2 separate regions of the Mus musculus genome follow, and region 1 is linked to region 2. The links are chromatin contacts, called in public Hi-C maps. All regions are on one chromosome and are shown on one strand. The core of a region is the stretch at or near the end of the contact, and the rest is flanking DNA. Distances in the headings are between cores, read along the strand shown.

Evidence for each region. A called contact is a pair of places that touch in the nucleus more often than the background predicts.
Region 1: a Hi-C map of regulatory T cells shows a contact between it and region 2, with 6 times the contacts expected there. The contact joins two enhancer-like sites. A contact is called at or near these places in 11 of 39 promoter capture datasets (the 3T3-L1 cell line, the C10 cell line, the HPC-7 cell line and 6 more), 10 of 15 datasets of contacts at CTCF or cohesin (CD8 T cells, the G1E-ER4 cell line, the NIH/3T3 cell line and 5 more), 218 of 484 Hi-C or Micro-C datasets (the 3T3-L1 cell line, 3T3-L1-derived adipocytes, the 4T1 cell line and 115 more), 39 of 115 datasets of contacts at active chromatin or transcription factors (the 230-238 cell line, Th17 cells, astrocytes and 23 more) and 4 of 9 other capture datasets (adipose tissue, embryonic tail, liver and 1 more).

Annotation. Positions count from the first base shown.
Region 1 is chr10:42,634,305-42,638,625 of GRCm38.p6, reverse strand. No RefSeq gene overlaps it. Among named protein-coding and RNA genes, the nearest start is that of Ostm1, 42 kb to the left of the region's middle. Within about 2 kb of position 1,680, at least 9 of the 459 cell types and tissues checked have an H3K27ac peak or open chromatin away from gene starts, as enhancers often do. A contact at or near this core is called in regulatory T cells, where this site is marked.
Region 2 is chr10:42,298,789-42,303,368 of GRCm38.p6, reverse strand. No RefSeq gene overlaps it. Among named protein-coding and RNA genes, the nearest start is that of Foxo3, 24 kb to the right of the region's middle. Within about 2 kb of position 3,213, at least 17 of the 459 cell types and tissues checked have an H3K27ac peak or open chromatin away from gene starts, as enhancers often do. A contact at or near this core is called in regulatory T cells, where this site is marked.

The sequences.
Region 1 (4,321 bases), core at 431-2,930, 340 kb before region 2:
CTACAGACAGAGGATGGACAGACAAAAGTAGACACACACACACACACACACACACACACACACACACACACACACGGTGGGGGTTGTCAAGGAAGAGCTAGCTGTGGTAGCTCACGCCAGTGACCTGTTCAAGGCCAACCTGGGCTACACAGACTAGGCCAGCTAGGACTACATAGTGAGACCCTATCTCAAAAAATAAAATGAGGCCTGGCATAGCCGTGCACAACTTTAGTCCCAGCACTCTGGAGGAAGAGGCAGGGTGAACTCTATGGGTTCAAAACCAGCCTGGTCTACATAGTGTGTTACAGGTCAACCAGGTCTACATAGTCAGATCTCAAAACAAAAATAAATAAAATAAAATAGAGCAAGGAAATAAATGTCACCCCTTGCCCTTCCTTGATTAGCCTGAAGTGCCTTCTCTGGGTCAACAGTGACAAGGTAATCAGTGAGGAGCTAGCTTTATCTCCTGGTTAATTGTTCGGCCCTGGGCATGAACAGAGGCACGAAGGGCTCCTCTCCTCCACGTCTTCCTCATGCTTATACTCAGACTCAGACCCGTACCCTGATCCTCCTTAAGCAAATCAATACCAGAGGAGCGAGGCTTCCATTCAAAGCGGCAATCTCCTTAGTAAATTGAGGTTTTGCCTTAGTCTATCCCCTGGGCTGGATTTGTATCTCATTTGGTAGAATGTTTGCCTGGCACGCACAAAAGCCATCCTCGGCAACAGCGTGAGTCTGCCGATAGCCTCATGCATGAGACCCATTTCAAAGGTGGGAAGGGGTGCCATCACCTACTGAAGACAGAGATATCAAAATGATAGAGGGAGAGGCCTGTTTAGAAGAAAACCAAGGAAGATTCTGGACTTTGGATGCTCTCTGGAGCAGTCAAGCAAAAGGTGGGGTCAACCAACAAAAACCTTCATCAGTTTTCTGTAACTACTGAGCTGTTGAGGGATAAGACAGCCTGACCCCACATTAGCCAGACCGCAGGGCTGAGGGAGGACCCCGGGGCCTAAGAGGACTGTGCCTGGTCAGCATTTGCCCCTGCGCTCTCCACCTGAAAGCCACCTCCGGGATGCCACCTCCATTTCACTGTCTCACATAGTACTTTTCCTTAAGTAGCCTCTCCTCTACCCACGATGGCGACGAAATTCTTGTCCTTAAATTCTTGAACTTCCATTTTCTTCCACCAGGGGTCGCGTTCTTTCTTTTTCAGAGGCGAATACAGATCCCACTTTGGAAGCGATCTTAGCCCACGATATCCCTTTCTGGAGGTGTCAGAGATGGTGTGAGAGTCCGAGTTTGGTGAGTGGAGAAGGAGGGTCGACAAAAGGGAAGTTGGCCCCGGCCTGTGTCACCGACAACGCCAGTTCCCTACACATATAAGATGTTTGGATTGGATCAAGTCGTTTGTATTGAATTAAGTCAACCTGGTTGGGCATATCAGGAAACCTTATTATCCAACGCAAAGCGAATACCTTGGACTGGGGACGAGGGCAGGGGGACAGGATTCTTATAGAAAGCCTAATAGTTCAGCCCACTTCAGTCTAGACTAGGGGAGGGGAGGAACTGGCCTTTCATGGGTCAAACCAAGGCCATTGGGTGAGAAAGTGGTGGTGTCTAGCGGAACCGGAACTCCTCGGGTTTAGACCATTTCCATCCGACGTGGCCTCGGGTCACCGCACCAACGGATGGCTGCCCTGGATGCGTGCAACTACATCCTGCTTCACTGAGGACCCAGGACCAGTAACCCCTCCTCAGAAGTCTTTCTTCTTCCTGTGTGTCTCTTCGCATTTGAATCCCTCTGGCCGCCAACCAAGAGAGGCGCCCAAATGTAAAAGTCAAGTCGAATTAAAAGCGTGTTCCGGTTTGTGCGTTCCCAACGCCCCCCACCCCTTTAAATTGTGTTTCAAAACAACACGGTGACTTTTGGACAAGCTTTTTCTGTTTCCCCCACACCACAATGGAAATGCGATGAATGCTACTGGTGAAATATTTGCTTGTGTCAAATTCAGTCCCGAAGTGCTGGCTTGGGCCAGCACTGGTGCTCTGCTTTGTGTTATGTTCACGGAGAAGATATTAATTAAAAGAAATACATGATTAAAAAGTAATGAGTTGAATAAAAATTATCTCAGCTCATTTTCTGATTATGTTAATTGTTAAAAACCCTTCAATCACGCCGTTGCAGTCAATGGGCTTTAATGTGAAATTAGTGGGCTCTTGATAACTTACAGTCCAGAATAATCCTGCCGGTTTAGTCATCATTCCTAATAACAAGGATGTTGCTAAGAACAGAAATTTTACATGATTTTTGAAACATTCAGCCCTTCCCCCATGTGTCATTTAAAAAAAAAAAAAAAAAGGCCTAGCTCGCTCGCGATTTCCAACTCTTCCCTTGGCGCCTCGACCACGGCCTTGGCGAGGATTGGAGTTTGCGTGGCTGTCCTCTCCGAGCGCCCAGTCTTCACCACGCGTCGGCAGGTTGCTGGCCGTGGGTTCCCGCGCAACTTCCCCGCCCCGCGGGGTCGCAGCGCCAGCGTGCTCCAGGAGATGTGCTGGGGGTGGCGGGGGTCGGGGGAGGGGGGGGGGACGCCCAGCGAGGAATCTGCAAACCCGAGGCGGAGTAGGTGGTAAGCTGAGGGCAAGAGTGGGGAGCTCGGGCCCGGCGGAGGAGCGTAGACAGCAGGGTGGGCCCCCTGGGCTACTGCTCGCCCCGCAGCAAGTCCCTCGGAGTCCAGGGCTGTGCGCACGCCTCTCCCCCCCCCCCCGCCCTCCATCCCCCACCCCGCTAGACCTTTTGGGTTCTGAGTGCTAGGGATCTCGAGACGCCATCGGAAGTCCAGACCGGTTCAGCCAAAGTGGAAAAAAAAGTCCCTGATCTCCGAAGAGTGGCCTATGGTCCCTAGTGCCTGGTGCAGAATAGCCTCTAAAAGAAAGCTAGTGAGAACCGCCCAGGACTGATGAGTTGAGACCGCCTGTGTTCTCCGCAACCTCTGGCCCTTCGCAAACGCCCCGAAACCAAATTCCCAGTGTATGTTTGCGCTCTGGGGGAACGGGGGTGGGGGTGGGGGTGGTGGAGGGTAGTATGCGGGTGGAGCGACATTCCCTATCCCCTTGGGCCCTCACAGGTCTTTCAGTGAGCAAAGAAGGAAGACTGTTTTAGCCAAAACCAGGTTGCTGGGGGAGGGGGGGGGGGAACACAGACCAAGCCGCTCAAATTGGGCCTGATGGAGTCCGGAATCTTGAGACTTGCTAACGCTAGTGAGTTGAGCTCCGAGACTCAACTCACTAGCACCTGGTACCAGACAACTAGAAACCCCAAAACATCGTCCAGTCACCTTCAGGTTCTAGCCAACAGCCCACCCACCAACTCGAGGAGAAAGTACCGTCTGCAGACTTAAAAGAGATTCCGCCCCCTCTCCTCCCAGAAGTGGTAGGATAGTCAAGTTGATCCGCCTGCTTGAAATTGTACATACACGCTCCCCGACACTGTGTACAGCTTTGAGTAGGGCTTCCACCAGCATACCACCTCCTCCCAGAATGAGACTGTATCTCAAAGCTTTCACCTCTAATACCATTTGGGACCGGGCGGGGGTGGGGATGGGGGGGAGGTTCGTGCTTTTAAATTTGTTTTTCTGTTTCTCTGAATACTTCAAAGGGGCAATTTTCTTTATAAAGCTTTAATAAAATATCTTTTTTATCCTTTCAAGCCCAAACAGCATGGACTCTTCCCTGGGGCTGGGGCGGAGGGTGGGGGGTGGGGTGTCAGGGACTGGCTGGGACTGGTCCCCAGACTCTTTCCCCTTGTCCTACTCTGTATTTGCATCCGCCTTTATCCTAAGGATCATTTTAATAAATAACAATGAACAGGAATGGCATCTAGAGGGCTTGTCGGCAACATTTAAAAGCCAATAGAGTTTATAATTCTACTCTATCATTTCTTATTGATTAGAGTAATCAAGATAAAAAGCTAGCCGGGCTGGGAGAAGTTCAGCAGCATATCATTAAAGATAAGAGTCAGTTAATTCTGGAGCTGGGGTAATGTGGCTGAAATGAGAAGCTCATTTGCATGAGATGCTGAGCCCAGTAACAAGGGGACAAAAATCACTAATTAGGACTGCAGAGTGTCGCCCTCTCCGCAAGCACCCTTTCCAGACCACGGACCAAGTGTAGGTTCGTTTGTGAGAGTCTGGGTAGGATTGAATGTCCTTTGTAGGTATCAGCCAGGCTCACTCCACCTTCCTCCTTACTCAGCACGGCAGGGATGGGGATCCTTGGGGGTTTATCTTCTACTCTCTGCATCTCAGACCTTCATTCCTGC
Region 2 (4,580 bases), core at 1,964-4,463:
GGAGCTCATTTGAGATCTGATAACTTCAATGAAGTAAAGCAATCCCATAGGAAACACAAACATGTGACTCATACTGTGTGACACAGGTGGGCAGGAAAGCCCTACAGCCAGGAATGGATCAGAACCAGTAACTCAAGGCTTCCTGGCAGGGGTCAGAGTGGTTAAGAGCACTAACTGCTCTTCCAGAGGTCATGAGTTCAAATCCCAGCAACCACATGGTGGCTCACAGCCATTCGTAATGAGAAACAAATAAAAAACCTATGGGGAGGAGTGAGCGGGTCCTGGAGCAAGAGGGAGAAGGGAAAGGGAAAAACAAAACAACTTCCTGGCAAAGAAGTCTCCAGGCCCCAGGGGATTTCCCTGGAGAAATCTGCCATGTTTAGCCCCTTCTCTTTCAAAAAACAGAAATGGAGGGGACATTCCACGAATGTCTCATGAAACTGGAGTTACTCTGACATTAAAACCAGCAGCATACACAAACTAACTAAATATAAAAACCAATGTCTCTCATGAATCTAAACACAAAAATATAAACAAAACACTAGCAAATATAATCCACAACACATAAAAAGAGTTGGAACTGTGTGCAATGATACATTCTTATAATCCTAGCACACAGGAAGTGGAGGAGGAGAATCACAAGTTGGAAACTAGTCTGAGCTATGTAGACTGTGTTACAAAACAAAACAAAAAAACAAAAACAAAAAACAGTTATATATCATAGCCAGGAAAAAATTGTCAGGGTGTAAAACTAATCCAGGATTTGAAAAAAAACAATTGCTTCAAACCACAATTAGGCTAAATTAGTTTTGCATAATCCAATAAATGTATGCATAATAAGTGTAGTAAAAAATATTAAAGACCCCAGTGTGGGGTTTCTACCCGGCCTTAGTTTTCCACACAGCCTTTATATTTCCAGTCTGCCTTAAGCAGCACAGTAGCTGGGCAGCTGCCTGCCCTCCATGCTGTGAGAATCCACCTTCCTAAGGATGGCCCAAATTATTACTTATTGTTTTATCTGGGCTGCTCTTAGCGCCAATTGAGCAGCCCTCAGGGCCACCCTCTCTTCTCTTGTAACCCATGGCCGCTGTCCTCTCTCTCCCCTGCATATTCTTCCTTTATTCCTCCTCCTCTTCCTTCCTCAGTCTTCAGGTTCCTCTCTCACCCCTGGTCCTCCCTCTTCTCTAGGGCACCAGTCTTGGGGGCCTCAGTTTAGCACTAGAATACAAGCAGCATTAAGCCAACCCACTACAACAAGTATTTGACAAGATTCAATATGTGTTCACGATAAGAATCTTCTGTGGTGGGGCTGGAGCAGTGGCTCAGGAGTCAGGAGAAAGGCTGCTCTTCCAGAAGTCCTGAGTTCAATGCCCAGCAACCACATGGTGGCTCACAACCATCTGTAATGGGATCTGATGCCCTCTTCGATGTGTCTGAATATCTGAATAAATCTTTTTTTTTTTTAAGAATATTCTGTGGGGCTGGGAGTATAACTTAGTGGTAGAAAACGTATTTGGCCCAATCTCCAGCAACACACACACACATACATACCACCTCTCTGTCTTTCTCTGTCTCTTACACACACACACACACACACACACACACACACACACTCCTCTCTCTGTCTCTCCCATATACAAACATATATTCTCTCTCTCTCTCACACACACACACACACACACACACACACACACACACTATACACACAAAATAAAAAAGATCAGAACCTTTTAAAAAGAAAACAATTAGAAGAAGGAGCAAACCTGTGGCTATCTTCCTCACAAGGATGGGGGTGGGGGTAGGGGTTGGAGGGGGTGGCAGAAGTGGGAATGGGGGCTGGGGATGGTAGCTCATGCTGTCAGTCTAAGATCGGGAAGGGAAAGGACTCCAGACTTTTATCTAGCATCCCGAGTTCTGCTGGCAGAGTGGGCAATGAAAGGAAATAGAGGGGAAACATACCAGAAAGGAAGAACTTAGGAGCTTGTTTTCAACTACTATGACTGCCCAAGGATAAAATTCCAGAGTGCCTGTGAAGAAAAAGTCTATAAAGAAAAAGCAAAGTCAGAGCATACAAAATAAACCTTAAAGCCAATTATGTCTCCTTACATTCATAATGAATGCATAGACCCTCAAATTAGAGTCTATACAGTTGAGGCAAGAACGAGACAGGGAGTTTGATGCCCTCTCCAGACTGTTCCTGGTGTGCATCCAGCCTCTGTAGTACAACCATGGCCCGGGAGAGGTCCCAGAGGAGAGTGCAGACCAAGGAAGAGGAAGATCACCCGGGAACAGCAGGGCAGGAAGGGCGGGTGGTGCAGGTTAGGATCCGGAGGCACACCCTCTGAGAAAGCTGAAGAAGGCCAACTGTGACAGGCTTGTCAAGGAGGCTGGCTTGAGTCAAGGAGACAGGCTCTAGCCCCACTAGAGACCAAGATCAAGGGCACCATCTAGCTCCTGCCCCAGACAGGAGGAACAGCTTCCCCAGGGATGGCCCACATCCAGTCATTGCCCTGACCATTGCAAGTGAACACTGACATGGTCAGCCACACCATTCACAGAACACTAGAGGAGCATTGCTTAAGCCAGTCTCCTTTTGAGACGTACTCGGAGGGTGACACCAAACCCACCGCAGGTATAAGAGTGAAGCAGACCGTGGCCAACCAGCTCGTTTGGTTCAAGAGCAATGAATTGTGAGAGATGAGGGTTTGTTTTTACTCCTAGTCCCCCCAAAATACCCCCGGGCCCCAACTGGTGTCACTTGTAGAGAGTTGTGATCATGTCACTCGGTGGACATGGAGGGGGGGCGGGGACAGGACACAATTTCACTTACTATTTATTAAGGCATAAGGGCTAAAATGTGGAAAACTACAAACTGAAGCTTTGCCAAGCACGCGCTAAAGGGGAAGGGGAAACACCCAGGCTTCTAACAAAGGTAACAGAAGCGACGAGCCCTTCAGTACTGTGCTCCAACTGCACCTTCAAAGGCCCCAGGCCACCACTCACTGCCCAGTCAAAGGTTCATGGGCACAGCTAGGCAGGGGACTGAATGTGGAAGGCAATCACCATGTTTTCATTTAGAGCTAGCAAGTTGCTCGCTTCTGTTGAATAATTATGGTCTCTGGGTAAAAGAACAAGGTTAAGTAGCGAGGTCATCGTGTAACAGACCTGCCTCACCCTGCAGCTGCACAGGAAATGCACGGGAGGGGACCGTATTCTTCACATGGACGGCCGTGTGGTGACTCCAATTCTGCATCTGGGATCTATTCCAGTTGACACCCATTGGTCCTACCTGTTAGACATTGGATATGTGGGCTGGGCTGGGGTAGGGATGGTGATGTTGGCTCTGTTGTGGTTTTTCATCTGCTTATACATTACTTCTGATCATTTCCTCCCATAAGCATTGTTTAATATATTGTTTAGAAAGAGTATAGTTCACAGTTTCAAAAGAAAAAAAAAGGAGAAGGAAGAGGAGGGAGGGGAGGAGGAAGAGGAGGAGAAAGAGAGAGGAAGAAGAGGAAGAAGAGGAAGAGGGAGAGGAGGAGGGGAAGGGGGGAGGAGGAGGGGGAGGAGGAGGAGGAGGAGGAGGAGGAGGAGGGGGAGGAGGAGGAGGAGGGAAGACCTTTGTCTGAACCTCACAGCATGCACACGATTTAAATGCTGACCACTACAAAATACTGATGGTCAAAGGCAAGAGAGCTGAGTCACCGGGAAGACGTAGCTTGTTCATGGAATAGATGACTCAGCAAAGCAGGCATGACAATTTTCCCAAATAGATACATGAGCTCAATGGGTGCCCTGTCAAGCTGCAAGCAGGACCTGGCACGCTTATAAGATGTGTACGGGAAGACAAGTGAAAATAAGAAAAGCCAGAGCAACTTTGAAAAACATCAATGAAGGCGAAAGACTCATTCTAGCCAACCATAAGACTCAGAGCCACCATGATGAGAACAATGTGGAACTGGTGGGAAGTGGATCAGAGACTCATGAATGAAGAAGAGAGAGACAGAGACAGAGACAGAGGCAGAGACAGAGAGACAGAGAAAGAGAGGCAGAGAGAGAGAGAGAGAGAGCTTCACACTCATGGTTTTGAGAATGGTGTAGTGGCAGTGTAAGGGTCCTCACTAGTTGTTGGAGCAAGGGTGTGTTGAAGGGGTCAACGGGCAAATCCCCACCCTTTAAACACACTGTATTATTACAAAATTTAACTTAAAACCAACCATGACACACATATACAATGTAAAACTATAAAACATTTGGAAAAATTTACAAGAATGTCTCCAGAATCTAGGCCTTGGCAAAAATCTTCTGACTTGGCACCTAAGGTAAAAACACATACAAAGAAAACAGTGGTAAGCGAAGCTTCATCCAGAGGGAAATGTTTGTCTTTGGGCTGAAGGTTGGAGGAGAATCCCTGCACAACGTACACACAACACTCCTACAGAGCCACAAAGACATCTCAAAACCCAGCAGAAAAACCAGTCCTCTGGGGCTAGTAGCACTTGCCTGTGATCCTAGCACTAAGGGGGCTGAGGCTGATGTAGTGCTGTGAATTGGAGGCCAGCCTGAGTTATACTGCAAGA